Linked DNA regions of Danio rerio: region 1 is linked to region 2. Evidence: chromatin contacts called from public HiCAR-type data. All regions are on one chromosome and are shown on one strand. Each heading gives the region's core, a stretch centred on a gene start, on an enhancer-like site or on the middle of the called end of the contact. The rest is flanking DNA. Distances are from core to core; before and after follow the strand shown.

Evidence for each region. HiCAR-type assays count read pairs that join an accessible place to other places.
Region 1: a contact with region 2 is called in a HiCAR-type map of caudal fin, with 6 times the contacts expected there. The contact joins the promoter of tex264a here to the promoter of parp3 in region 2. A contact is called at or near these places in 6 of 18 Hi-C or Micro-C datasets (caudal fin, embryo, fibroblasts and 3 more) and 2 of 4 datasets of contacts at active chromatin or transcription factors (caudal fin and embryo).

What each region holds. Positions count from the first base shown.
Region 1 is chr6:44,836,381-44,843,125 of GRCz12tu, forward strand. It overlaps tex264a (testis expressed 264, ER-phagy receptor a), which reads right to left and starts at 3,469. Exons shown (of 4, transcript NM_205661.1): 1 at 3,060-3,469. The coding sequence starts at 3,317. It overlaps fancd2 (FA complementation group D2), which reads right to left. Exons shown (of 45, transcript NM_201341.1): 43 at 6,165-6,245; 44 at 5,035-5,131; 45 at 4,662-4,880. The coding sequence ends at 5,066.
Region 2 is chr6:44,596,485-44,603,740 of GRCz12tu, forward strand. parp3 (poly (ADP-ribose) polymerase family, member 3) reads right to left here and starts at 1,570. Exons shown (of 11, transcript NM_200501.1): 1 at 1,506-1,570. grm2a (glutamate receptor, metabotropic 2a) reads right to left here. Exons shown (of 5, transcript NM_001302225.1): 5 at 4,113-4,211. The coding sequence ends at 4,138.

The DNA.
Region 1 (6,745 bases), core at 2,219-4,718, 240 kb after region 2:
CATTTCCCACGCCAAACCTCACAAAACTGATGCACAATGCCTGCACAGCTTTAGATCAGTGCAGTTATTTTAATAACACCCATTCAACCAAACAACAGTCTTCCAGCATGACCAGTTTTGCTGTAAATTTAAATCTATTATCTGCCGAGACATCGGACATATTTTGCATGGTGTGTTTGTTTCGCTTTCTGATGAGCTGATTAAATGCAATCCATTCTCCACACAGAATATGAAAATGTTTTGCATCTAAAGTCTCTTTATCTTTGAGAATTGCTGCTCTTTGAGGTCCATGTTCACTTTCAGAAACATCCACAGCTAATGTGTTATTATGAGACACTGAATACTAGGATATAATGAAACATATAAGACGTAATATTAGGAAAGGTTTACATTGCATTTGTGAGTCAGTCTTGAAAACAGATGTTTACTAAAGTGAATCATAGGTTTATAATATCATTAGAATAGCATGCCTGAGGCTTGATTCTCATGACCATGTGTGTCTTCCTAGTAGGCAGTTAAGTTCTGGATTAAATTATGTTTACTTTTTAGCGAATAAACAAACAACTATAAATATTCTTAAATAACAAATAGGGATGCTTCGATCAGGATGTTTGGAGCCAATACAGAGTACCGATTCCTTGTGTTGGTGATCGTTTGATACAGATTCTGATGCTTCAAGGTTTATATAACTTTAGCATTGCATTAAGCATTTAACTCTCTTAAGTGTGATACTTAAGTGGAGATCTGGATTTACCTGAGAGAATAAATGAAGGATGTTGTATATAATCCCTTAAACATGTCTCTTATAAACATTTAGTGTGGACACGTCATGGTCAGAAGCAGCTTCTAAGAAAATAATATACAAGAAACTATTTTAAAATTTGGTATGAAAAATGACTAACAATGCAATTTGGAAACATTGCAAAATGGTGGAGGAATAACTCAATGTGTGTCAATGAAGAAAATGTTTGGAGTGCATATTTGATGCATAACATATAAAAATGCATCTTCCTCTACTTGTAAACCCGTAAACAAACATTCAGTTCACGTGATAAATTGAATAATAATATGGCATATTGAATAATATTTTGCTATATTGAATAATAATATGACATGTCGAATAATAATACGATATATTGAATAATAATATGATATATTAAACAATAATATGATATATTGAATAATATGATATATTAAATAATAATATGATATATTGAATAATAATATGATATATAAAATAATAATGATATATTGAATAATAGGATATATAAAATAATAATATGATATATAAAATAATAATATGACATATTGAATAATAATATGATATATTAAATAATAATATGATATATTAAATAATAAGATATATAAAATAATATGATATATTAAATAATAATATGATATATTGAATAATAATATGATATATAAAATAATAATGATATATTGAATAATAGGATATATAAAATAATAATATGATATATAAAATAATATGACATATTGAATAATAATATGATATATTAAATAATAATATGATATATTAAATAATAATATGATATATAAAATAATAATGATATATTTAATAATAGGATATATAAAATAATGACATATTAAATAATAATATGATATATTGAATAATAATATGATATATAAAATAATAATATGATATATAAAATAATAATGATATATTGAATAATAGGAAATATAAAATAATAATATGATATATTAAATAATAATATGACATATTGAATAATAATATGATATATAAAATAATAATGATATATTGAATAATAAGATATATAAAATAATATGATATATTAAATAATAATATGATATATTGAATAATAATATGATATATAAAATAATAATGATATATTGAATAATAGGATATATAAAATAATAATATGATATATAAAATAATATGACATATTGAATAATAATATGATATATAAAATAATAATGATATATTGAATAATAAGATATATAAAATAATATGATATATTAAATAATAATATGATATATTGAATAATAATATGATATATAAAATAATAATGATATATTGAATAATAGGATATATAAAATAATAATATGATATATAAAATAATATGACATATTGAATAATAATATGATATATTAAATAATAATATGATATATTAAATAATAATATGATATATAAAATAATAATGATATATTTAATAATAGAATATATAAAATAATGATATATTAAATAATAATATGATATATTGAATAATAATATGATATATTGAATAATAATATGATATATAAAATAATAATATGATATATAAAATAATAATGATATATTGAATAATAGGAAATATAAAATAATAATATGATATATTAAATAATATGACATTGAATAATAATATGATATAATTAAAAAATAGTATGATATATTTAATAATATGATATATAAAATAATAATATGATATATTAAATAATAATATGACATATTGAATAATAATATGATATATTTAAAAAATAGTATGATATATTGAATAATATGATATATAAAATAATAATATGATATATTAAATAATAATATGACATATTGAATAATAATATGATACATTTAAAAAATAGTATGATATATTGAATAATATGATATATAAAATAATAATATGATATATTAAATAATAATATGATATATTGAATAATAATATGATATATTAAATAATAATATGATATATTGAATTTGATATACGGAGTAATAATATATAGAAAAATATTGTGATTTATTGGATATGATAATTGTTTATATTTTATTATGTACATTTAAAGAGAGCGAGTCATTTGCTGCTAATATGATTTTCCTATTCAGAATTTGCATATATAATTTTCTGAAATTATATTATAAAGGAGAATCAATGTCTGAATATTCCAATATAAAACCAACTTTACCTCTATTGTTGTTCTGAAGTCAAACAATGTGATATCAGACCAAAATATCTTAAACAATATAGGGAGCATGTCACAAGTTGTCATTGAATGAATGTGAGAATTTAAAACCAGCTACTTCAGAGGTCATAAAGGGTCGAGCTACTGACCTGATTGGGGTCATCGTAAAACACCCCGACAGACGAGAGCTTCGGTCCGATGCTGCAGCTCTCCGTGAAAGCGGCTCCGCTGGCCTTGTACGAGCTCTTCCAGAACTTGTATGCAATCGTGATGTTTTTCACCGGAGGAGATCCAGTCCGAATCACGACTTCCGAGAAAAGACCGGTGTAAAAAACGAAGCCCACCAGAGTCACGATCAGACAGATGATCAAAAACAGAATTAGCAGTAAAATGATAAAGTCCGACATTTTTGTTTGCCCGGCTTCACAAAATCACGCTCAGAAACGGTCAACGTGTATAAATAATCCTCAGCTACAGGGAAAACAAACACAAAATCAGTCCTTCAGCATGCGAATTGGCTTGTTTGCTCGCGTGTCGCTCGGCAGATGTTACATTTACAGTGTTGAGGCTTTACTGTTAGGTAAGTTTAGTTATGTATTGACACAGCTGAATTTTTGTTTATCCTTTGCACAAAACATTGAGCGCATTGCTTCCTGGTTGCAACATGTGACTGTGACTCAGAGGGATTGCGTGAACGAGCCAACCAAATAGTTATGTTAAGTCCGATTCATTTGCGCGAATCGGTTCTTTTGAACGGGTCTATTATACAACCGATTCAGTGATTTGTTCTGCTGAAACTATCGGTTGTTTTGGCGTGTTAGTCCACCCTCATTTGCATTCATTAATCTGTTTTACACTAGGTACACAAAAAGTTACACTCAGGCCCCATTGAATCCCATAAAAGGCCAATATTTCATCTCTGTGCCTTTTAAGCATGCAAACCAATACATAAAATGTAAAACCTCTTAACTAATAAAAATAAATGCAAAAGAATAAAAAAAGGTATAATTTATTTACTTTTTTTCAAAATTTTCTTAAGTTTAACCTTTTTAGCAAATAGCAAATACATTTTTTTATTTGTATAGCACTACATGTAAATTGACAGGACTACATGTAAATTATTCATAAAAATGTAAAATAATAATAAAAATTTGGCATTCAATATCGTTTACATATAAGTTTTGAAAACTGCAATTTAAAGGTTTATTGAATACAATAAAAGGCCAATATTTATCTCTGTGCCTTTTAAGCAAGCAAATACATTCATTCAGTCATTTTCTTTATGAATAGTTCCTTTATTAATCTGAGGTCCAATTAATGAACCGAAAACTTATCCAGCAAATGTTCACTCATTCACAACGGACAATTTAGCCTACCAAATTCACCTGTACCACATGTCTTTGGACTGTGGGGAAAACCAGAGCACCCGGAGGGAACCCACGCGAACACAGGGAGAACATACAAACTCCACAAAGAAACGCCAACTGACCCAGCCGAGGCTCGAACCAGTGACCTTCTTGTTGTGAGGCAATGCTTGTTGAAAACTGAAATTTAAAGGGTTAAAATCCTTAAAATGAATTTAATTTTGGTTGTAATCAGGACTGATGGTGGAATCTATGTCAATAAGTGCAGAAAATTATTTTATGATCATTTTTGCCTATTAGAGACCTGTGTGTAACTTAGTATAATTGACAGTATAACTTTACAGTACAGACAAATGCTGCTGCACAAGAACATACAGGAAATTGGCCTTCATTTATTATTAACATTTACATTTTTATTAAAATATGACAGCAAACGGCAACAAACAAATACCATAAAATGTGAAAACACAAATAGTTTCTCAAGAAAACCACTTGATTATGGTTAATACACATCAGCCTTTTTCTCCATTTAAAATTAGAAAGGAAAAGAAAATATAATTGGATGCACTAGTACAGGGGTGGACAGCCCTGTTCCTGGATAGCCACCTTCCTGCAGATTTCAGTTGCTCCCCATAACAAACACACCTGAAACAATTAATTAGGACCTGAACACCACGTGATAATTACAGGCAGGTGTGTTTGATATGGGTTGCAACTGAAATCTGCAGGAAGGTGGCTCTCCAGGAACAGGGCTGTCCACCCCTGAACTAGTAAATCAACGGTAGTGTATTTCAGTCCGATTCATCTGATTCCTCCACTTCTTCCTGTCCATCATTTCTCTCATCAGAGTCACTCTCCTGCATCAAAAACAGATTAGATCAAGCATCAAGAAATAAAATATATTACCAAATCCCTCATAAAGGATCCAATGAGGAAACTGAACTCCCAAAACAAGTGAAGCGAAATTCATGACATCCCATTAAAGACAATTATAGACAGTCACGGGACATGCTGCAGATTTGCTTTTGTGAATTAGATGACAACGCATGATAACAAAATACTGCTGCTGGGCAGGAGAGGAATATGTTGATGTGATAGGAGAAATGTGTTATAATAATCAAACATAATTAAAATGGCCTGTAATATTTGCATTTCATAAAAAAAGACTGATGTTAATTCACCCTCAAGCCATCCAAGATATTGGTGATTTTTTATTTAATTATTTCACCTAAAACATTCTTGATGACTTATCGAATGTTAGGCTAATAGTCAACAGCTCTCTGGGCTCAAACTCACCCATGAGCTAATGCTGTTTGTTAGCTGACTTTTTTAGCAGCCGGTATAATAATTCATAATGGTAAATGTGTTGAACAAACAAAAAAGCAAAAAAAAAAAAATACACAAAATGAGTTACTGGCACTAAAAACCAAAATAGCATAGTGAAATTTTATCCAGTGTTGTTCAATTGTTTTTCTCCGGTCAATGGATACTGAAAGTTTAGCTTTGTTATCACAAGCATCAAAACACATAAAGTAGAAAAAGAACTCTTTTGAATTGTAATAATATTTCACAACATTACCAAAATTTCAACATTATTGAAATAAAAAGCCTTTGAGCTTGAGAGCCTTCTTTAAAAATAAAAATAAAAAACAGCAAATGATAAAATGTTAGATCGAATAACACTAATCAATTGACCTAGATTACAACACTTGCATGTAAAGCAAAGAAATGAATGATTTTTTGGCATTGTAACAAAAATATTTAATTTCCCATCAGCAAAGTTCACATCTTATTGTGCATCCTGTGCAGTAGGAATAAACAGTTTATGTTCAGAATTCCAGCAGATTAGATTACAAGAGCATTTATGTCGAAAAATGGAGGCCAACCTACCTCTGCTTCGCTCTGTAGCTGAGAGGACTCTTCCTCCTCTTCATCAGCTGCCTGTGACCTCTGAGAGAGAATCTCTTCACCCTGCAAAAACAAAACAAACAAAAATGTTTTACATCTCTGTATAATCCAGAAATACTAAACTGCACCCAGTGCTCCAAATGGTGTCCTTATATCCAGGGTGCGAATTACAGGGGAGTTTAGGGGGGATTAACAACCCTGATTAACACTCGATCCCTCCTGAAGAAGGTCATAACAAGATGTATAGGGGGGTCAGTTGTTAAATACCGAGAAATATTTCACTCTGATCTGTATTTTAAATAATTAATTAATTCATTCATTTTCTTTTCAGCTTAGTCCCTTTATTAATCTGGGTTCCCCACAGCGGAATGAACCACCAACTTATCCAGCACATGTTTTACGAGGCAGATGCAGATACACTTATAAATAATAATGTTAATAATTCTAATAATAGGTAATATTAATATACATTTGGCCACCCCTATAATGGTTGAAACCACTGTTAATGCTTAATTGCACCATCACTCTATTTAAAAAAAAGTCTAAAAGTGGCAGATCTAGAG
Region 2 (7,256 bases), core at 320-2,819:
GCGCTTTATCCAGCTGGAAGTAGCCATCAGAAGATGGATAGACTGTGGTCATAAAGGGATAGACATGGTCAGCAACAATATTCAGGTAGGCTGTGGCGTTGACACGATGCTCAATTGGTACTAATGGGCCTAAATTGTGCCAAAAAATTCCCCCACACCATTACACCACACCACCACTAGCCTGAATCGTTGATACAAGGTAGGACGGATCCATGCTTTCATGTTGCTGACACCAAATTCTGACTTTACCATCTGAATGTTGCAGCAGAAATCGAGACTCAACAGACCAAGCAATGTTTTTCCAACCTTCTATTGTCCAATTTTGGTGACTGTGCGAATTGTAGGCTCAGTTTCCTGTTCAGTTTCCACTCCTGTTCCTTAGCTGACAGGAGTGGCACCTGGTGTGGTCCTCTGCTGCTGTAGCCCATCCGCCTTATGGTTGGATGTGTTGTGCATTCAGAGATGCTCTTTTTCATACCTCGGTTGTAACAAGTGGTTATTTGAGTGCCTTTTTATCAGCTTGAACAAGTCAGCTTGAACCATTCTCCTCTGACCTCTGGCATCATCAAGGCATTTGCGCCCACAAAACCGCCGCTTACTGGATATTTTCTCTTTGTCAGACCATTCTCTTTAAACCCTAGAGATGGTTGTGCATGAAAATCCCAGTAGATCAGCAGTTTCGGAAATACTTAGACCAGCCCGTCTGGCACCAAAAACCATGCCTTGTTTAAAGTCACTAATATCACCTTTCTTCCCCATTCTGATGCTCGGTTTGAACTGCAGCAGATCGTCTTGACCATGTGTAAATGCCTAAATGCAGTGAGTTGCTTCCATGTGCTTGTCTGATTGGAACTTTGCGTTAACAAGCAGTTGGACAGATGTACCTTAAAAAGTGGCCGGTGAGTGTAGAACCTCACTGCATCTAAAGTATTTTTTTTTTTACTTTTAAATTGTCAGTAGACATTAACTTGAATATTATGAATCTAACAACCACACTTACAGCTAAAACTACTAACGTTAAATAGTGTTCTGCTGAAACAGTCACATCTTGCATGCTCTAATGGTATTTAAACTAACAGCAAACCTTGATTTCAATGTGAACCTTGATGTGAACTAACACCAAATCACCACAGCACTGCTGGGACATGTGGAGACATGCCGGATTTACAGTAAGTGACGTGGATGCTCCTGGCAGCCTATCAGCTTATCTGCACTGCAAATTCGTTTATAGAAACCACGGGGGTGTGTCTATTCAACGAGAGAGCATTTATTAACTGACCAAATATGTTTAGGATTTCATGCCATATGACAAACGTCAAGTGTTTACAATCGCAGCGTGACAATGTTTTGCGTTTAGTGTAACAGGCGTGCGATTAAAATGGGTTCTTGACGCATACTGGCATTTTCAGCTTCACGTGTAACTATCGAAATGTATATAGTAAAAGCAACGTCGCCGATAAATATGATTCGATATTTTATAACCAGTCGGATAAAAAGGCACTGACCTGATACTGGCGGTACAGGGAAAGTTTGCAGATTCACTCTCACTGTTCGACACTGTCTGCAGACTGAACTTCCGTGTTTCCGACAGTGTACGTCACAATCACACTCCTCCCTACGTTACTGTAGCTTACTACAACATACAACAATTGCCACCGGACTAAACTTTAAGTTAATACTAGATAGGCTATATAATTTACAGTTTGAGTTATATATAATAATAATTATACATATTACCATAGGCTATATTAATTTATATTAACAACGTTATAAACGTTAAAAAAAACTATTTATTCAATATTCATTTTCCTCAAATACTCAGATTCTCTGTGTGACAAATTATATTTTATATATGCATATATATATATATATATATATATATATATATATATATATATATATATATATATATATATATATATATATATACATACATACATACATACATACATACATACATATATATATTTTTCAAGACACTTCTATACAGCTTAAAGTGACATTTAAAGGCTTAACTAGGTTAAAAAGGTGAACTAGGCAGGTTAGGGTAATTAGGCAAGTTATTCTATAACAATGGTTTGTTCTGTAGACTATCGAAGAAAAATAGCTTAAAGGGGCTAATAATTTAATAATAATAATTATCCATGTTGTTGGCAAACCAGGCACCATTTCTGTCCAACCTTCATTCATTTTCTTTTCAGCTTAATCCCTTTATTAATCAGGGGTTGCCATAGCGGAATGAACTACCAACTTATCCAGCAAATGTTTTACACAACGGATTCCCCTCCATCTGCAACCCATCACTGAGAAACACCCATACACACCTAATTACACACACACACTCCGGACAATTTTTGGCTTACCCAATTCACCTATACCACATGTCTTTGGACTTGTGGGGGAAACCGGAGCACTAAGGAAACCCAAGCGAACACAGGGCGAACATACTCCACACAGAAATGACAACTGACCCAGCCGAGGCCCGAACCAATGACCTTCTTGCTGTGAGGTGACAGCACTACCCACTGCACCGCCCTTTGCCAAATCTTTTATTGTCTAATTTTAGGGAACCCTTTGTGATTTGTGGCCTCAGTTTGGTGTTCATGTCTGACAGTAGTGTCACATGTGTCTCTTTTGCTGCTGTAGCTCATCTGCTTTATAAATGTATTGTTCAGTCTGCAGGTGTCAGCTGTTGTAATAAGTGTTTACTGTATGTGAGTTTCTGTCATGCCACTCTTTCTTTTAGCCCATATGGCCATCCTTCTCTAGCATCAACAAGGCATTTTTGTCCAGAGAGCTGGTGTACGTACTATATTTTCTATTTTTCAAACTATTCTTTGTAAACCCTGGAAATGTAAAAATGCAAATAGATTGTTAGTTTCTGAATACTCAGACCAGTCTGTCTGGCAACATCCATGCCACCTGGGTTAAACTTTAGTATCATCTTGATCATGCTTTACCTAATTGCATTGACTTTATGCACTTTACATTAATGTTAAACTGGTGTATACCTAATGATAAGTATGCATTTGTAGAAGTGAACTCAGTACCATCTAACTTCTGAGATTTTTCTGTAGATGCTGCTTAAATCTGTTAAAACCATAGACTGTAAAAAATAAAAAAATAAAAAAACACTATAAAAGTAGCATATAAAATGGAGAATTCAGCAGCACAGGAAACAACAGACCTGTCACAAATTATAAAATCGCTCATAAAAAAATAGAATTACTGCAGATAAAAGCATCACAAAAAATATTTTATAAACTTGACAAGAAAATCTCCAGTTTCACCACTAGTGATGAGTGTATATATCAATAACCCTTTTGTAACACTGTTCAGCCAGTGATAGGCTGCATATGTGGATATTGTGATTATGAAGGATATAAATATTAAATTTATAACATAAGTAGTAAGTAGATAATGTAATGAAATGTTATAACAATGAAATTCGAGGCACAATGTATTAGCCTTACCAACTTGATGTAATGAGCCCCTACATCCTCTAGATGGGGATAATGTACAAGGTTTACTATGTGCAGACCCATTGGTGCAGACATCAAAGGAAGTGTGTGGATAATATAATATAATATAATATAATATAATATAATATAATATAATATAATATAATATAATATAATATAATATAATATAATATAATATAATATAATATAATATAATATAATATAATATAATATAATATAATAAAGACAGTAAATCAACCACAAAGCTTGAATTCATAAAAAACACATTTTATTTACATAAATTACAAGAAAGCACAAACCAGAATCACCAGAAATCTACATTAAAAACATCTCGTATATAATACTTTAAACAGATTTACTATATTTTAACTCCATATCTCAAACAATACTTTATTATGGTTTCCATAAAAAGAATGGGTATACAGAGTTTAAACTGGCATCCCACTGATATGATCTAACTAGTCAGATAGAGAAAGAGTAAGAGAAAGAGAAACAAATGGGATATTGTACTCACAGCACGTTGAGAACAACATAACAGGCTTTATTCTTTATCCAGAATAGCCTTCTCAACATTAGCAAACACTTGATTTCATGACTAGTGAAGATAGGATTTATCAGTAAATCGCATTTGGCAAACAAACAGGAATCCTGTTTCTCAGAGTGAAGATGTTGTTGAGTCCACTACCTCTCTGCCATTACATACTGTAGGCACAATGTTGGAGGCCGAGGCTGGAAAGACACAATAGAAATAATATTAACTCGGGCTCATTCTGATTACGTAGCCTTTTATACATTTCTGGGGAGCGCCAAATATGTCTCAGGAGATAATTTTTTTGCAATATTTGTTTCCGCAACTTCACCAGAGGCCACTGTGTGTGCTTTTTCAGATCTCAAATTTGCCATTTGTGGCTGCTGTTCTAGTGTAAATCCACCAGAGGCCTCTGTCGACTAATTGACCGAGCGACTGACCCCGCCACCCACCCCCTTCCATATACCCAACCAACAGTGTTTTCAAAAACAATCCATGAAAAGAAAAGCCCTCACGGCAGCCTGATTTTTACCATCTTTTCAGATTTGACCAAATTCTCACCCTGGTATTTACTTGTTTATTTTATTGTTTGCCTTTTGTTTTTGCCTTATGTGCTTTCTGGAACCATTCTTCGCCAGACTTGAACCACGTCTTCACGGTCAACTCTGCGTCTCAAATCCTCCAATTTACGCAGTGAGCCACTGTACAAACTGGTAACAGCAAAAAAAAAAAAAAAAACATCCATATGGAGGTAAGCAGTCAGCTGGTTGCATGAAAAGGATTAGCATCATACTGCCCCGTTGCGTTCGTTTTAAAGATGAAATGCAGCCATACGTACTTCTGGTTACATAATTCGCGATCTCCAGAAATGTATATAGGGCTACGTTTTCAGAATGAGCCTATGTTGCAACATACAGTAGAAATATGCAAATCAAGGTATTGCTAAGCATCTGGATATGGTGTCTGATAAAAAGAAATCACTCATGCATGCATACTCAAACACCCATTTAATGTTCTAATGATTTTAGCAATTATTATTGCTGCAATAAAAATAAGAAAAAATAACTGAGGTGTACATCTTTAATCAGAGCTACAATATTATATCATTTAAAATATTCAGCTATTACTTTCACATTAAATTATTAAGAATGCTATTTTTTGACCTGTTGATTCCCTTATGCAGTACTCTGCATATATGAGTACACCCCTCACAAATCTTAAAAATATATATTTTTAATAGGAAGCTATACAATATTGTATTTGTGCATATACATTAAATTAGTCAGCACTGTAGCCAAATCTGGTGTTTATCCAAAGAAATAACTTATGATAACAGTCCAAAAACTAGTACACCTTATAGAAAAAAATAATTATATAAGAAAAACCTTAAAAAAAGAGGAAAAATCAAAAGAAGTAAAAATATGAAAAATGAAGTTTAATTTATATTTGCTATATTTTGCTTGAATTTAATTGTGTCATCTTTCCATTTTTAAATATGTTTGGTGACTAAAATATTATTTTAATAAATGTTTCTGTTTACAGTTTTTCTCAGTCGCTTTGGTGCGTTTCTCACAACACTAGTGCATTTCTGCAAAACAGTTAATGTATTTCTCAAAACAATTAGTACAAACTGCTAAACCTAGTTGATAACCTGCACGTCACTTGCTCAAAATGGATAATTCATTCGTCAAAAGCAAGTATCAATGTCAATCAAAGTGTCAGTGTCATCAAGATGAAAAGGCCTGACACCATTGTTTATGAACATGATAGTCAAATGGCTTTGTCATGTTTTCATTATAACAGTTTACTCTGGACAGTTAGTGAGATTTTGAGATTTTTTAAGTCAGATTTTGGTGACACTTCCTGAAAATGCTCAAGACAGCACTATATACTATTTGCACAGACATTTGAAAACTACAGTAAAGTTAGACATCACTGCATTTAGTGAGGTATCTGAGTACAAGACACTGAATATGTATGTTTGACATGTTTACTGCATTTGCTCTTTACAATTCTAATGTATTCACAGCATTGTGCAAAAGAATAAATACATGCTTATTTACAACAAACATAAACTTCCTTTGGGTAGAGCTGTGCACAACTGTAAACCATATTGCAGAACATATTGGAACTGAACCTACAACACACACAGGTCTGTAAATCATTCATCAAATTGTTCAATTTTTAAGACATTTTCCGAAAAATAAAGATTAAATTTTTTTTATAAATTTGCTTGCCAAATTTCGACAACTAGTTCAACATTTTTGTATGTAATGACTCAAGTAATAAAATGAGGACTATTAGTTTTATATAGAATTACTTTTCAGCATTTACAAGTTTAGTTAATTTTGACTGACATGGCATAAGCAACTGATAATGTTATAAACAGCAGAGAGTTGTATAAAAGCAATTGATGCATGTCCAAAAGCATCTGCAATGTGTTGGAATGAATTAGAAACTGCTACTAGGATGTGCACAAATATGTAATTGTATTGCAAAATGAAATAACTGTTGTGCAAATGTAAATAGTGTTGTGAGAAATGCAGCAAAGTGACTGAGAAAAACTGTAATAAATCTGTTTTGTTCAAATGCACAAACATAAATTGCCTATAATCACTGAGAAATGAATGAAAATATTCATTTTCAAAATGAGGTATACTTAATTTTGCTGAGCACTCTAACTATATTAATAACTACATTAGAGAAAAGTTACAATTACATTTTCAAAAGTGAATTTATATAAATGATGTGAGTAAAGTGTTTTTAATATTTTCAAAATAGTTTTATCAAAAATAAAATGCCAAAATATGGGTAAAATCATGTTTCAAATTTGTTTTTGTTTTCTTTTTTTTCTCAGAAAAAAATGCATCAAAACTAATACTGTACATTCTGTTAAATTCTGTTATTCTATAATAGGTAAAGCCATTTTATAACTAAAAGTAAATTGATATTTTTTGAGTTTTATATATATATTCTTATTATTAACTATATATTATATAATAATTCATCGGCAACAGAGTGTAGTTCATTTGTCCCATGAGTTTGAGGTTAAATTTGTTATTGATCCATTTCATTCGATTCCCAGACTTCCATGTAATTCAATAAACCCCAATCCATTCACTCTCAAGCTCAATAATACTTCATGTTTATGCTCCAATATTACTCCACCATCATAAAGTCCTCAATAATTTCATCAATATCTTTCACTTAAAATGCTGGTTCAGCAATTGCCAATCCATATTTCT